Linked DNA regions of Zea mays: all the other regions are linked to region 2. Evidence: chromatin contacts called from public Hi-C data. All regions are on one chromosome and are shown on one strand. Each heading gives the region's core, a stretch centred on a gene start, on an enhancer-like site or on the middle of the called end of the contact. The rest is flanking DNA. Distances are from core to core; before and after follow the strand shown. Region 1 holds the start of LOC100279745. Region 2 holds the start of LOC103652735 (kinesin-like protein KIN-14O). Region 3 holds the start of LOC100284245 (lipase).

Region 1 (4,904 bases), core at 1,852-4,351, 290 kb before region 2:
TTTGGCAATGGTAGATTCCCTCTATTTTGCATTAGGGGATTTCTAAAATCAGAATTTACACTGTAGTTATGGTCCTATCATCGAAGAACATGTTTAGAAGCAAAATAACTGAGGTGATGATAAAATATAGAGAAACATAATTCATAATTTGGAAAGCTGTACATAGCTACTTACAGTTTTGCTCTCAACAATTGAAATGCCCGCTCTCTGTTCTGTAGCTGTGATCTCTCTTCCGTACAGAATATCCGTATTCCTGTCGGCTTGTGAATAAGATCAACAGCCGTCTCCACCTTGTTAACATTCTGCCCTGCATTGGTTGGAATGTTAGAAGATGCTCAGTTATAAGGGAGCAGTACAGAAAACCCAGTACACCATGATGCAGAGGTCAGGTTTTTGTTTTCAAGAGAGTTGTAACTCATGACAATCTTGATTCAATAAAATTTCCTTGTCGAAAAAAAACACTATGCATAACACAATATGCAAGTCATTACCTCCAGCTCCACCAGATCTTGCTGTTTTAAGCTCAATATCTTTCGGATCAATAACCACATCAACTTCATCAGCCTATTATGTCATTGAAACAATATTAGACATCTTAGAAGAAGGAATTCATGTCATAAAAGTTCACACGAATATCAAAATGGCCTACCTCTGGCATAATAGCTACAGTTGCTGTTGACGTATGAACACGACCCATAGCCTCTGTCAAGGGAACACGCTGAACACGGTGTACACCTGACTCAAACTTCAGTTTACTATAGACTTGTTTCCCCTTGACCTCCATCACGTATGTCTTGTACCCACCCATTTCTGCCTGAAAGAGTCAGCTTGTGAGCAGTGTTTTTTTCTTAATCAGTAGTTAGGTTAAAGTTGCAAGTACATACTTCTGAGCAAGAAACTGGCTTAAACTTCCAATTGTTGCGCTCACAGTATCTCTGGTACATGCGAACCTACAGAAAGCCATTGGCATAATTAGTTGCGGAGTATGTGATGTGAGTAAAATTGCGGCTATGACGCACTAGTATATCAGAAGTATAACAGCTATAACAATAGTAAAATGAACAAAGAAGAGCTTATACTAAAAAAATGAAATCCTACTTGCACGTTCATTATTTTTTTTAACAAATGCAGGAGAGCTGCGCGTCATTATATTAAGAAGAAAAACATAGGAGGGACAAGACTTGCCAACCCCTATAAACATCAAGGTCTGTTTATCAAGCTTTAGTACACTACTATTTGAAAAACATTAAAAACAATTGTATAACATTTGCTAAATTGCACTCAAATGGAATAAAATCATCATCTACCTACAAGGTCACCAGCCCAAATCCCAGCTTCATCACCACCAGCACCTGCTCTTACTGCAAAATGAAGGAATACAGTACCCAATTTCAAAACAAGAAGGAAAAAAACTTAAAGAGCAAGATGTTGAACTTAGTTGAAATGTACAACTAAGAAATGGAGAGAGGTACCTTCAAGTAAGATGTTGCGTGAATCTAGAGGATCGCTGGGAAGCAGTAGAAACTAACATGAGGAAATAAGAGCTGATGAGAGGCACTTCAAAATGTCTAATGTATAGTTTCTCCAACCAAATGCAGAAACTGGCATTGTAGATAGAATGCATAAAGTTAAACATAATGTCCAGAATTTATGTAGCTATTGTGCAGGTCATTATGTCCTATTCACCTTCATTTTTTCTTCAAGCTCTGCGAGCTGGTTAGATAGAGCCTCCAACTCAGAAGCTATCATCTCTAACATATCGGGGTCACCTTCGTTCTCTTTTTCCAGAGCTATGATATCGCAATGTAATAAAAGAAAGCTAGTGAGAGTCTACTATTTTCAGGCAGGCACCAGAAATACCAAGGGCATACCAACCTTTTGTCGCTTCAAGTTGCCTCTCACAATCCTTGAATTGCCTGTATGTGGTCACGACCTAAGTATTATTGTCAGAAAAAAAAATGGTGATGTAACAACTGATAAACATTAGCAGCTCAAATTCTGGTATAGTTGAGTAGATAGTAGACACCAAAATTAAACAGCATAGTCAGCAAGCCAAATGCCAACCTGATCCAGTTCAGAAACAGACTGCGCGATTTTTTGGTATTCGCTTGGATCCGAGACAATGTCAGGATCTGCCAACCTAACCTGAAGCATACACTGAAGTATTAGACTGATGACCATTTGGATGGGATCAAAATTGAAACTTCTCCACATCGCTGTGGCAGCATTGCATTTTATATTGCCTGCGCATGTGTTACCTTTTCTTTGCCGTGGCATAATAGAGAAGCTCAGAATTGATTTAGTACTAACTTAGTTCTATTCCACAAGACATTTTTTTCACTCACGCAACTTCAGAGCAAACAATAACAATGGCGATGTAACCTGATTGGTAATAACACAGAAGAAAACAAGGAACCAGAGGTGCACACAGAAGAGGTAACCATACCGACATTTCTTTCCAGGCCTTCTCCGCAGAGTCCAGCTTGGCAATCAGATAGGGCTCCTGCACAGAGCATACAGAATGAACAGCGACTAGTTCAGTCTGAGCGCGAAAGGTAGGATTTTCGGCTAGCAGAGCACAAAAACAATGTTCAGTTCAGCTTCAGCGAAGAACAAAAATTCAGGTTGCAGCCGCTCTGTTTCCAAGAAGTTTCCGGTAAAAAGGTCCGGAAATGGAGATGACCGCTGAAAAAGGAGGCGGTTTTTTTTTCTTCTCTGTCTCTCTCTTTTCCTTACCGCCATGCAGACCACGGAGGAGGACGGCCTCCTGCGGCGCCTGCCGTAGAAGAGAGGAAGGCTGGGGAGAGGCGTGCCCCGAGGGGCGGGGACGGCCCGTGGAGGCGCCCTGAAGAGGCCGGCTAGGAAGGCCTCCATCTTTGTTCAGGCGGTGAAGCGGGCGCGGAGCACGACTGTACGAGGGGATTGGGATGAGCCAGCTGCGGCGGAGCGCCGGGCGGGTCGAGCCGAGGAGGGAAGGTGGCACTGGGGCCTGGGGAGGTGCGTGCGCACACGCCAGACGCCACACGGGACGGGAGGCTGGAAAGGACGCGGGAAGAAGATAAGGTTAGCTGAAAAATAGAAAAGAAAAAAACTAGGAGGATGACTGCCAGTCTGAAAAATAGAATAGAAAAAAACTAGGAGCAATCTTATTCCTTAACCTGAATCCAGCTCACTAAATCGCATTCTTATCCCCAAGTAAATACGATTTCTTCCTCAAATCAAATCAACCAAGTTATATTTGCAGCAACAACAGGAGTTCTTTCCCCAGATTCCTATCATATTGTTTTACACTTATTTTACTTTCAATTATCCTCAAGCACTTATCGGCTTCTCATCAATAAATTTTGTATTTACTTAACTCATCTGACCAATAACTCAGAACTCTTAGATAAAAGACATCTTGCATATATAGTCGACCGCAACTCATTCTACACAATTACGTACGTCCCAGTTGCGAAATACGTTTGCATCGCATCGCGTCGAATAATATTACAAATTACAGTAGCTCCGGCACCTACTACAGTTACATTACATCACTGAATGAATCTACAGCAGATCTATCGCTCAAAAACTCTACACGCCTGCACCCTACCCTACGCATTCTGAGGCTTTCTTGGTGCTGCGGGTGACCTCCCTTCCATCGTCTGCAGGCGCTGCTTCAGATGAAAGACTTCAACCTGGCAGAGCCCAAGGCATGAACAAAAAAAAGAAAGAAAGAAAGTCTAGCATGATAAGGTCTTACCTGAAGCTGGAATGCCCGTGCGCGTTCTCCTGCAAGAACTCCGCGAGTCGAGTGCAGTTCCTGATCACAGACGAAAAACCGAAAGCCAATCAGTACGGCAACCAACCGTCACAGAGAGAGAGAGAGAGAGAGAGAGAGAGAGAGAGAGAGCAGCGGCGGCGGCGGAGGAGAACGGGGCATGGCTAAGAGAGTAACTCTCTTGCCTTCTGGGTCTCGTCCATGACGGCCTTCAGGAACGCCACCTCGCGCTCCAGCCGCACGTTGTCGGCGTGGACGGTGTTGGAGAGGCTGTTGGCCTCCTCCTGCGCCAGCTCCAACCCCGTCGCCTTCTCCCTCAGCGCCTCGACCTCCCTGTCCTTCTCGGCCAGCCTCTTCTCCAGGCCGTCCTTGCTGTCGATGACCAGGGACAGGTTCTTCTCCGCCTCGTCCTTGCTCGCCAGCGCCGCCGACAGCTGCTCTTCCAGCGCCACGTTCCTCCTGACCAGGGCGGCCACCCTTGCGTCCTGGTGGTTGTTCATGTCCGACGAGCTCCTGCCCAGCAGCCTCCTCGCTTTTGCGTCGACGACGACCTCCGGGGACGACCGCCGCGCGTCGTTCCGCGGTTTAGGGTTCGTGGCCGAGGGTGGTTGATGCTCGGAGCACTCGTCGGCGGCGTCCTTGTACCTGTCGTCGTCGATCGGTTTCTGCAGCTTTTGCGCCAGGCTGCTGCACTCCTCTTCCTGACGGAACTGCCTGCGGAGCGACGAGCCCCCGAGGTTCGAGGTCCGTAGCAGTGAGTCCGGGAGGGGTTTCCTCCCGCAGGAGTTCTCCGCTGTGGCGGCGAGACCGCTCCTCGCCGCGGAGCTAGTAGGATACGGTGGAGCGCAGCTGCTGAGATGGTCGGCGAGTTCCCTTGAGCCTGGAGGAGACTCGTCGTACAGTAAGGGTTCCACCTCGGGCGCAGACCGCCAGCTGAAACAGTGCTCGTTTTGCAGCACCACTAGTACTTCAACCTTCAAAAAACACAAAGTAACGTCAGTTTCTCATGTACTGAAACTGATCATAGAAATGTTCCTGGTGTTTCTATTGCAAAAAAATATGTGGAAGGCAGAATAACTAATCCTGAAATAATGTCACCAAATGAGCTTTCCATTTCTCAATGAGATTCAGTTCCTTCACCTTG
Region 2 (4,724 bases), core at 509-3,008:
TGCAATGCTGCAGCCAGCAGTGGTGAGAAAAGGAGTTTTCTTTCACCGGGGCGGCAGCAAACTGATGAATTGAGCACAGCTGCGACTCTCTGCCTGAACCAGCACTTGGATCGTGAACTGTATAACCACTGACTAAACCTCGGCAACGAAGGCGACGCACCATCTGCAAACGCATGGAGAAGTGCCTGTATTTTTTTTTTTTTTGTGGTGTGCAGTGCAGCTGCAGCTGGGATCTATGGACAGGATAAGGGTGGTTAATAATGTTTAATTAGTCGTGGAACAGTTTGGTGCACATCTTTAGGGGCCGTTCGTTTTTTTCCCGAAATGGAGGCATTGAACAATTTCTAACTGGTATGCTTATTTAATTTATATAAGTTTTCATCAGTCAAAACGATTTCTGGTCTATTTCTGGACAAACGAACAGAGTCTTAATCAGTTCAGACCTTGTTGTTACTCTATGTGATGAGGAGGACAACGCAGCGACCTAGCTTCCAGGTGCCGGTTGCTTGTGCCTGCAGTGTTTACTGTTTGGGATTGGGACCGGGATGGCTTGCTGGTATCAGGCAACGGCTAGCTGGGCAGCCACATGAGGACTTGTTCGGTTAATCCCGTTACCCATGGATTGGATGAGATTGGAAAAAATTAAGAAAGAGTTTGACTTAGTTGGGATTTAAACCCACCCAATCTCACTCAATCCATGTGGATTGAGAGCTAACCGAACAAGCCCTGAATGGACAGGACGAGTTCTCCCTCCAGATATAGGCGTTTCAATCACATTCATCAGACTCGTCCGTCAGGGTAAGAGGTAACTACTTGTTTTCTCGAGAAATTGAAGGAGGAGGCTGAGGGCGAAGAGAGGAACTTCTTCCGTGCCATCCCCCCCACTGTTTTGTCATGCGAAAAATGCGGCTTCGTGTGACGCATTTGCATTCATCATGGAGGAGGAGTTGTCATAGGATGGATGCTGTTGTTGTCGGGCTGCTAGCCTTGGGTGACAGTAATTTGGATGGATGTAAGGGTTAATATACTAGCATGTTCCTTTATTTAGGTGGCGTTCGGTTTCGAAGCCAGCTAGAATAGAGCAGCGGCTCTTTTTGTACTAGGAGCGGGCTTCGTAAGGAAGATTTTGAAAGAAAAAACGGATAGAGATTGTGCACAAAGGCACACGCTTCATTATTACTATTATTATTATTATTATTATTATTATTATTATTATTATTATTATTATTATTATTATTATTATTATTATTATTATTATTATTATTATAAAAATGCGCCGCTGTGTGCGTGTGTGTGTGTGTGGAGCAGACCATCAACCTTGTTCCGCTCAGTTGGTGGTGACCGTTAGTTTCGGTCAGCAGATTAATGAGAAATGCTGCTTCTGGACCTTGCCAACAAGCAAGCAAAAGCACAAACCGAGCCGGAGCAGACAGCAGAGCAAATTGCGGCTCGACAGAACTTTTGGCGAAAGCTTTCCACCACAGATGATCCGGCCCCGGCCCTCCCCCTCTGGTTTTCTACGGGTGAACGAACGGTGGTGGGGGCTGCCAGCCCGGGTCTGGATCTTCTAAATCCAGCAGTCCAGGCAACCCAACTGTTTTGCTAATATAGGGCGTGTTTGGTGTGACGCCTAAGCCGCCACACTGCGCCACACTTTTCAGCCACAAGTGTGGCGCCCAATTTAGCTGCCACACTTGTGGCTGAAAAGTGTGGCACGGTGTGGTGACTTAGGCGCCACACCAAACACGCCCATAGTTTTTCTGCCCGCAGTGGCGGTGTGGGACAGCCTGCCATTGCCAAGCACCGCTCACCGGTTCTCACGCCGTAGGTAGGTAGGGGTCGATCCCAACTCCTTCCTTCCCCTTTGCTGCTGCTTTAATTCCTTGCGCGAAGATCCCTCTTCTTCTTCTTCGTTTACAGCCGTTCTTTGCTCTAACCTCTGGACTTTAGCCGCTCCCACACGGCCTCCATCTTTCGGCATCGAGAGATCCAATAACATCAGGACCAAGAAAGTAAAAAGACGCAATCATTAGGAACTACTTTCTCTCCGTTTCTTTTTAATTGTCGCTGGATAGTTCAATTTTGCACTATCCAGCGACAAATAAAACGAAACGCTACTTATCTGCATTGCGCAGATTCTCTGCTAGCTAGGCTGTTGGCTCGCTCCTTCAATTCTCCTCTCCTCTCCTTCCGCACTCCACCCCCTCCTCCGTAGTAGTAGCAGCATAGCATCTGGTGGTGTGGTGGTCAAGGTTCAAGAACAAATTCAGCTGGAGGCCGGCGGAGATTATTTTATTCATTCCCCTCCGAGGTAGTACCATCGCAGATTCTCTTCTCGTTCGCGCTTCTTTCGTTCCCGACGACGCAGACCATTTTCTTTTTTCCTTTGGCTCTGCAGAGGCTGCATCGAAAAGGGGAGATCAAGGATCCCCGGAGGCTTGTAGCCGCAACAACCACAAGGTATTCCGGGAGAAGTTCGTTACTGTTCTTTCCAGGCCAGCCAGCCAGCCAGCCGTGTGGTGTGGTGTGCGAGCGGAAGGAAGCGCAGCGCAGGCGAACCACGGAAAGTGCGGGAGGAATAGATTCATTCTGCGCCGTCCACTCTTTTCTTTTCTTGGCCTCATGAGCTGTTTCAGATTCCGTCCGCCGCCCACACCGGCCACACGACGGAGTCATGCTGGCAGCAGTTGCCTCTTGTTCTCCTTTTTTTTTCTTCTTCAGCTCCGTTGGGAGGGAACTGAGAAATGAAACTGCGCGGCAGGGAGGCGGAGGGCGAGAGGCTTCTTCTCTGACCAGCGACCGGCTCGCCGTCCAGAGAAGAAGAAGAAGAAGAGGAGGAGGAGGAGGAAGAAGAAGAAGAAGCGCTCTTGGGCTCCGTCGTCGCATGAAGAAGGAAACCATGGAGGGGCATGTGCCATTGCCATTGCCATTGCTCCCGGACGGAGAAACTGCGGTGGGCTACAGCAAGGACGACGCCTCCTCGCCTCTGCAAGGTTGGAACTGTTTGAAAGACCAGGTCGTCGTTGCAGTTCTTCCACCTGTTGTTATTGTTACTCGCCTGTGAATTAACCTTGCGACGACGACGACACGACAACACCTGCCTGACGGAACGGAACTATCTCTCAATCTCAACCCCCGCCCACACTGCACGTCTTTGTGTTCCAGAGGAGATTTCGAGCCTGCGGTCAAGGCAGCGGCGTGTTGACAGGAGACGGCGGGAGGCGCTCGACAGGCTCGTTGAACTGAAAGGTACTAACTAGCCTACCACGTACGGCCTTCAGCCCTTGACACACAGCTGTTGTTAGCTTTGCTACTGTTTGGATTTCCCGCCGGTCTGTCTGTCTCTGAGCTCCAGAGCTTTGGGTTTGGGGGCACCGTGTGTGCAGGAAGCGTTAGGGTCTTCTGCCGGGTCCGGCCGCTGGCTCACACGAACAGCTTGCATGCCCAGTCATCACCTGTTACCGTCGAGCAGGAGAGGATCACGGTCAAGGCAGCCGGGATCAAGAGGGAGTTCGGCGCTGATAGGGTTTTCGGCCAGGAGTCCACGCAAGGTAATAATCCTTATGCTTACTGATCACTTGTTTTGGTTTTGTAGGTCTGTTGTACGCCTGTCTTTCTTTCTTTCTTTCTTTCTTTCTTTCTTTCTTTCTTTCTTACTCACTTGTTTCAGTGTGTGTGGTCCATGGCAGAGGATGTGTTCGAAGAAGTGAAACCGATCCTCAGGTCTGCACTCGACGGCCACAACGTCTGCATCCTCGCGTACGGCCAGACCGGGACGGGGAAGACCTACACAATGGTTGGTTCGTCATTCACGCTCCGCTCGCTCTCAGATCAGATTTTGGCTCCCAGCAGAACTCCGAGCTAAATCTATGGCTTTTTTTTTCCCCGCGGTACGTGTGCTTTTCTGATGAATGATGATAAGTGGGTTGCATTTGCATTGCAGGAAGGAACCGGCGGTAATAAGCTCGGCGTCGTGCCTCGGGCTATCCAGGAGCTGTTCTCTCGCGCTTCGGAGGACGGCTCATGCGCCTACTCTTTCTCCATGAGCATGCTTGAGGTCTACCTGGGGAGTCTCAGGGACTTGCTGGCAGCACCGAGGCAGCCTCTCTTCAGGCGAACAGAGTGCAAAGCAGCGGCGTGGTAAATAAGACTGTCAGTTCAGTTCACCTGCAAAACCTTTACCAGCACGCAGTAAAACCATTGAAAGATCCCCAGCACGGGAATTAAATTTTCCATGTCCCATCTTCTTCGTTCGTGTACTTGGTCAGTAGTAGTAGCCTCAGCATACTGGCAACGAAAGGTGGCGCCGTGGAAGTGGAGGGGCTGACGGACGTCTCGACGCCGGACCTCAAGAACGCCAGCCAGTGGTACCGCAGAGGGCGGCGAGCCCGGTCGACGGCCTGGACGAACGTCAACGACGCCTCCAGCCGGTCGCACTGGTGGGTTTGGCACTTTGGCTTCGACACAGTCCGTTCCAAGCTAGCTTCCGCCTTCCAGTTTCCAAGCTTAGCCTCCGTCCACGTGTATGTAGCCTGACGAGGATCACCATAAGGAGAAGGATGAGGCATGGAGGAGGAGGAGGAGTCAGCAAGCTCTGGCTCGTCGACCTCGGCGGCAGCGAGCGGCTGCTCAAGACCGGCGCGTCCGGGCTCACCATGGACGAGGGCAAGGCCATCAACCTCTCCCTGTCGGCGCTCGGAGACGTCATTGCTGCGCTCAGGAGG
Region 3 (4,440 bases), core at 1,519-4,018, 260 kb before region 2:
TCCGAGGCTGTCCAAAGGTCATGAGTTCAACCTCCTGCGATCCAAATTTAACCTGTAAAAGAAAAGGTAAAGACATCAATATAGCCAACCATCTGGCATATCAACAATACATGCGATGGTATCACAAAATAAGTACGAGTTATTTGTAGAGCGTATATTGAATTTTGATGCAATAAATCAAGTACATTAAAAATACTTACAGATAGATCAAGGGCACAAAACGAAGCTAAAGCCCCTCCCATGGAGTGTCCCACAACATTTATGGGTAGATTTCCATATGTTTTTCTTGCCCATTTAATAGACTTCAGGATCTCATATCGCAGAGTTGTATTATAATATGCAGAATAAAACCCATGATGGACCTGCAACATTAGACAGACAATCAGCGAGCAAACACAAGGTATTGCTATTTGCTAGTTCAATGAGAACTCTAAACATCAACAAAAACTTGAGTAGAGGAGTTACCATTGCATCCGGCATGCCTGGGTATGTCACATCAAGCTGCTTCCAGAAAAGATCTTCGATCCAATTTGAGACACTGTGCCAGTTAAATTCCATGGCATCAAATCAATGAAAACTGAAGATTGAATGCTTATAAGTACCTTATAATATTTGTTAAGTTTTAAAAGAATAAAAATACTACATTTTTTATAAGTGGAAAATTGAAACACATTGCTAAATAGCTAGGATAAAAGGTTGATGCACTCAGAGTGAATGTACATGTGGTACCAATCATAATGGAGCATTTCTGTACCTGTGCTGTTGAGTGCCTCTAAAAGCAATGATTATGGATCGAGGGTCAGGTGCAACTCCAACAAACGCCTGCACATTTTTTTAACAAACAATCGAACATAAGTTTTCGTTGAACACTGAGTGCAGTCAAAAGAGCGTTGCTGAAATACTTAAAGATAGTTAACCTGTAAGCAGTTCTCCACATCTACTATGATCTCTATGACCTCAAATCCCTGCATCAATTACGCAAAAACAGTCAATTAACCACCAAGGAACATGTAGAACAACTTCCACAAGCAGAGGAAGCACAAACCTTTGTGTGGCCTTTGCACCTTGGACAGGTCCATGAGAAAAGTGATGTCAAGTCAGATGTGTACACCTAAAACACATTTATGTAAACCAAGTCTGTAAAAGGACAAAAAATGTACTCTGGAAATAGAAACATGGGCATCATTACATGCATGCCCTATGAATGAACCATTCAGAGACACAATAACCAAAGAACAGCATAGCTATTAGTGACTGAAAATGCTGCACAGGAAAGGAGGGAATGGAAAGGTGTGGGAAAGAGGTTTTTTTTTTCTTCTTAAAATGTTAAGGGTAGAAATGTCTAGCTAGGCAAGGACAATAGGAGGTTTGGGCAGATTTATGGTGAAGTTGCTGTCAACAGAATAAGCAGTAGCACATTGTGCAGGAGGAACATACCGCAGACGCGTATTCGACAAGAATATGAGCCAGAGTATGGTTATAAGAATAGCCACCGTCACTGTGCTTCAGCCTGATCACTGCATTGGCAAACAAAGGCGCGAAGAGTTTACACCCGATTCACTGGCAGATCACACAAAAGCACCATAACAGTAAAATAAATCCTCCCGACACTCCGAAACTAGAGTTCGGTAATGTTACTACATCCAATCCAATGGTATTTCCAAACTGAGAAACAGACAACGATAATCCATTACTCTGTTGCACAGATCTACAGCACTGGCATCCCCAAGCACATGGACAAGAACCGCCTTTCCACATTACAGCATTGCTGTGCTGAAAAAAAATCTCGCTAGCAGGCGACAAACGAGATAGTAATCGTCGAAGCGTCATCTCATTTATGAACAAGTGGATGATTCTACACAAAGGGGTGGAGCAGGGAAGAACGAAAGAAGACCACTGAGGCTTTGCTGCCTTGGATCAAGGCGACTAGCTAGCCCAAAGTGACATTCTGTTGCTTGATGTGCGCGAAATCTGGTTTTGCTCCTGTAGTAGGACAGTCTTGTGGTGGCTGATTTTTCTTCTTCTTCGTCTTCCTTATTAGCCGGCATTCCCAGCAGTGACGAACGACTCGTGATAAACATTATACAAGCAGAGACCTTACTCCTAATCTCCTAAAAAAAATTGTCGGCGAAGCGGTTGCGTCAATTGCCGCAGATCACTCGTAGTATGCACTGTTGCAAGGTAGCAGCAGCTTCGTAAGCTTTCCCCAATCCAAATTAAGCTTTTCCCGCACGGAAAGGCCCAAATCCGGGAGAAATCTGCGGGTGGGTGCGGCCGCAGTCCGCGCTCCTCATCTAGCCTAATCTAGAATTCTAGACTGCCTACTACTACATCCACTACGTTATGTACTCTGAGCTCCTCGCGCTGCGCCGGCGGCACAGCCGCAACCAACCAATCGGTCAGATGGCTCCCCCTAGCTACTCGCCAGCACAGTCAGCTTTTCCGCCCAATCCCGCCCCTACCGAGCAACCACGGGCCGTGCGGAAGCAGCGCCGCCCGGAACCTCTTCCCTCCGGCACACGAACGGAGGAAGCGGCAGTTGAAACGCGCGGGGAGGCAAGCCGATCGATCTCACCTCTTTCCTCCTCCTCTCCCGCCGCCGCCGCCGCCGCGGAGGTTGAAGCGGAGGCCAGAAGCACCACGAGCAGCAGCACCAGCGTCTCCGTCCGCCTCAGCCAGGCCATCGCCGTCGTCGTCGTCTCCCTCGCCCGCACCGGAGGAGACTGGTAAGAAAGAAGAAGAAGAAGACGGCGGCAGCGAGGAGCAAGCACACCGTTCCGTGACTCCGTCAAGTTACGGAACGGTGGACAGCGACCCGAACGGGCCGGCCCCCACGGTTGGGCTACCGCGTCGTCCAAAGGCCAACCAGATGGAGCCACGTGTCCCTCGAGAGGACGGATGAGGGGGGAAGAAGGATGAGACTGTGTTCAACGGTTGCTCTCGGTTTCCCCCTCCCCTAACACTGTAGCCGCTCCTTCAACGGCGTCCTCCTCCTCCTCCTCTCCCTTCCTGATTCTTTCTCTCTCCCGCTAAATCGATGGGCACGCTACGCCGTATTCCTTCCCCGCAGCCCCGCAGCCGCTTCTTCGCCCGCGCGCTCGGAATACTCCGCACCAATCCTAGCTGCGGGCAGGGGTTCCAGCCGCTTCTTCGCCCACACGCCCGCTCGCTCGGAATACTCCGCACCAATCCGTGTCGGACCGGTACGTGTGCGAGATCTGCGGGCAGGGGTTCCAGCGCGACCAGAACCTGCAGATGCACCGGCGGCGGCACAAGGTGCCGTGGAAGCTGCTGAAGCGGGAGGCCGGGGAGGCGGCGCGGAAGCGCGTGTTCCTGTGCCCGGAGCCGAGCTGCCTGCACCACGACCCCTCGCACGCGCTGGGCGACCTCGTCGGCATCAAGAAGCACTTCCGCCGCAAGCACAGCGGCCACCGCCAGTGGGCCTGCGTCTTCTCCCGGTATGAGTATGATCGATCCAGATGCTGGTGGAGCTCCTTGATTTTGTTTATTAGCATTAGTCTTCCTCTACGTACCACGCTAATCAGCCGGCGCCACGAGATAATTAATCCAGCAATTAGTCCCGTATATCTTCTGCGTATCTTTTATTCTTGCAGAGATTTGGCAGAAGAATGAGGGCCGGGCTCCAGAAAGGCGTCATGATTTTTGGGAGAAATTTTGCGGGATCACACTCTCTTTGTCTTTCCAGGCGTCTATCTACTACGCTATTTTTTATCGCTCGTCTCCTAGTTGTTGCTGCTGCAGCTGCAACAGTCCGTCTCTCTCCTTCTGGAGTCCGTCAAGACTAAAGGCCACATAGATCAGATACAATAACATCCTAATCCAAAACATAACCATTAAGAGAAGATTCAGAATTCTAAACTACTACAAAAATTAATTATTCATGTGTTGTAATAAATTCTTGATGCCGACGAGGTACTCTATATACATTCGAAACAATTCATATTCCACTCAATGGCGATGCTAATGCATTCGTTTCTGTTTGTTTTTCAGCATTGTGTGGGGATCAATTGCTTGGCTTATCTAGATGGTTCCATATTTAGTACAAGTGATCATCTTTTTTGCGGGAGCCGTGATGGTACCTTGAAAAGATGGGAATTAAATAATGGGGATGCAAGCTTCTCAGGAACTTTTGAGTCTCATGTTGATTGGGTATGCTTTTTTCTGTTTTTAATTAAGTAGGCTTACTGTTTCATCAATCAGTGCTTTAAATAGACATTATGTTTATAAATTAGTTATGTTTATGTTTAACATGGTGTCTGTGGTCTATTATTTGGATCCAAAGCTTAGCACATTTCTAGTGTCCATATATTTTAGCATCAACATTCTAATTGACATTTTGAGTTCATTATGTTAACATACATTTAGATTGATATATTCAAGTTGGTTTCCATTATTTTCAGCCCCTGCTTTCTTTTTCCT

Evidence for each region. Hi-C and Micro-C count contacts between places; a contact is called where the count stands out from the background.
Region 1: a Hi-C map of leaf shows a contact between it and region 2, with 7 times the contacts expected there. The contact joins the promoter of LOC100279745 here to the promoter of LOC103652735 in region 2. A contact is called at or near these places in 2 of 25 Hi-C or Micro-C datasets (both in leaf).
Region 3: a contact with region 2 is called in a Hi-C map of endosperm, with 2.0 times the contacts expected there. The contact joins the promoter of LOC100284245 here to the promoter of LOC103652735 in region 2. A contact is called at or near these places in 5 of 25 Hi-C or Micro-C datasets (bundle sheath, ear, endosperm and 2 more).

What each region holds. Positions count from the first base shown.
Region 1 is chr4:4,424,939-4,429,842 of Zm-B73-REFERENCE-NAM-5.0, forward strand. LOC100279745 reads right to left here and starts at 3,102. Exons shown (of 15, transcript NM_001152703.2): 1 at 2,737-3,102; 2 at 2,447-2,503; 3 at 2,065-2,145; 4 at 1,876-1,933; 5 at 1,687-1,790; 6 at 1,473-1,524; 7 at 1,312-1,361; 8 at 885-950; 9 at 650-814; 10 at 492-564; 11 at 175-307. The coding sequence starts at 2,874. LOC100279529 reads right to left here. Exons shown (of 16, transcript NM_001152527.2): 13 at 4,901-4,904; 14 at 3,946-4,734; 15 at 3,743-3,802; 16 at 3,387-3,677. The coding sequence ends at 3,594.
Region 2 is chr4:4,719,774-4,724,497 of Zm-B73-REFERENCE-NAM-5.0, forward strand. It overlaps LOC103652735 (kinesin-like protein KIN-14O), which reads left to right and starts at 1,759. Exons shown (of 12, transcript XM_020552423.3): 1 at 1,759-2,311; 2 at 2,399-2,460; 3 at 2,762-2,993; 4 at 3,166-3,249; 5 at 3,387-3,551; 6 at 3,690-3,796; 7 at 3,944-4,140; 8 at 4,269-4,439; 9 at 4,532-4,724. The coding sequence starts at 2,885.
Region 3 is chr4:4,460,004-4,464,443 of Zm-B73-REFERENCE-NAM-5.0, forward strand. It overlaps LOC100284245 (lipase), which reads right to left and starts at 2,769. Exons shown (of 10, transcript NM_001157140.2): 1 at 2,576-2,769; 2 at 1,438-1,517; 3 at 1,046-1,111; 4 at 918-965; 5 at 755-822; 6 at 466-538; 7 at 201-362; 8 at 1-52. The coding sequence starts at 2,684. It overlaps LOC100276127 (protein indeterminate-domain 14), which reads left to right and starts at 2,897. Exons shown (of 3, transcript XR_004857658.1): 1 at 2,897-3,458; 2 at 4,012-4,170.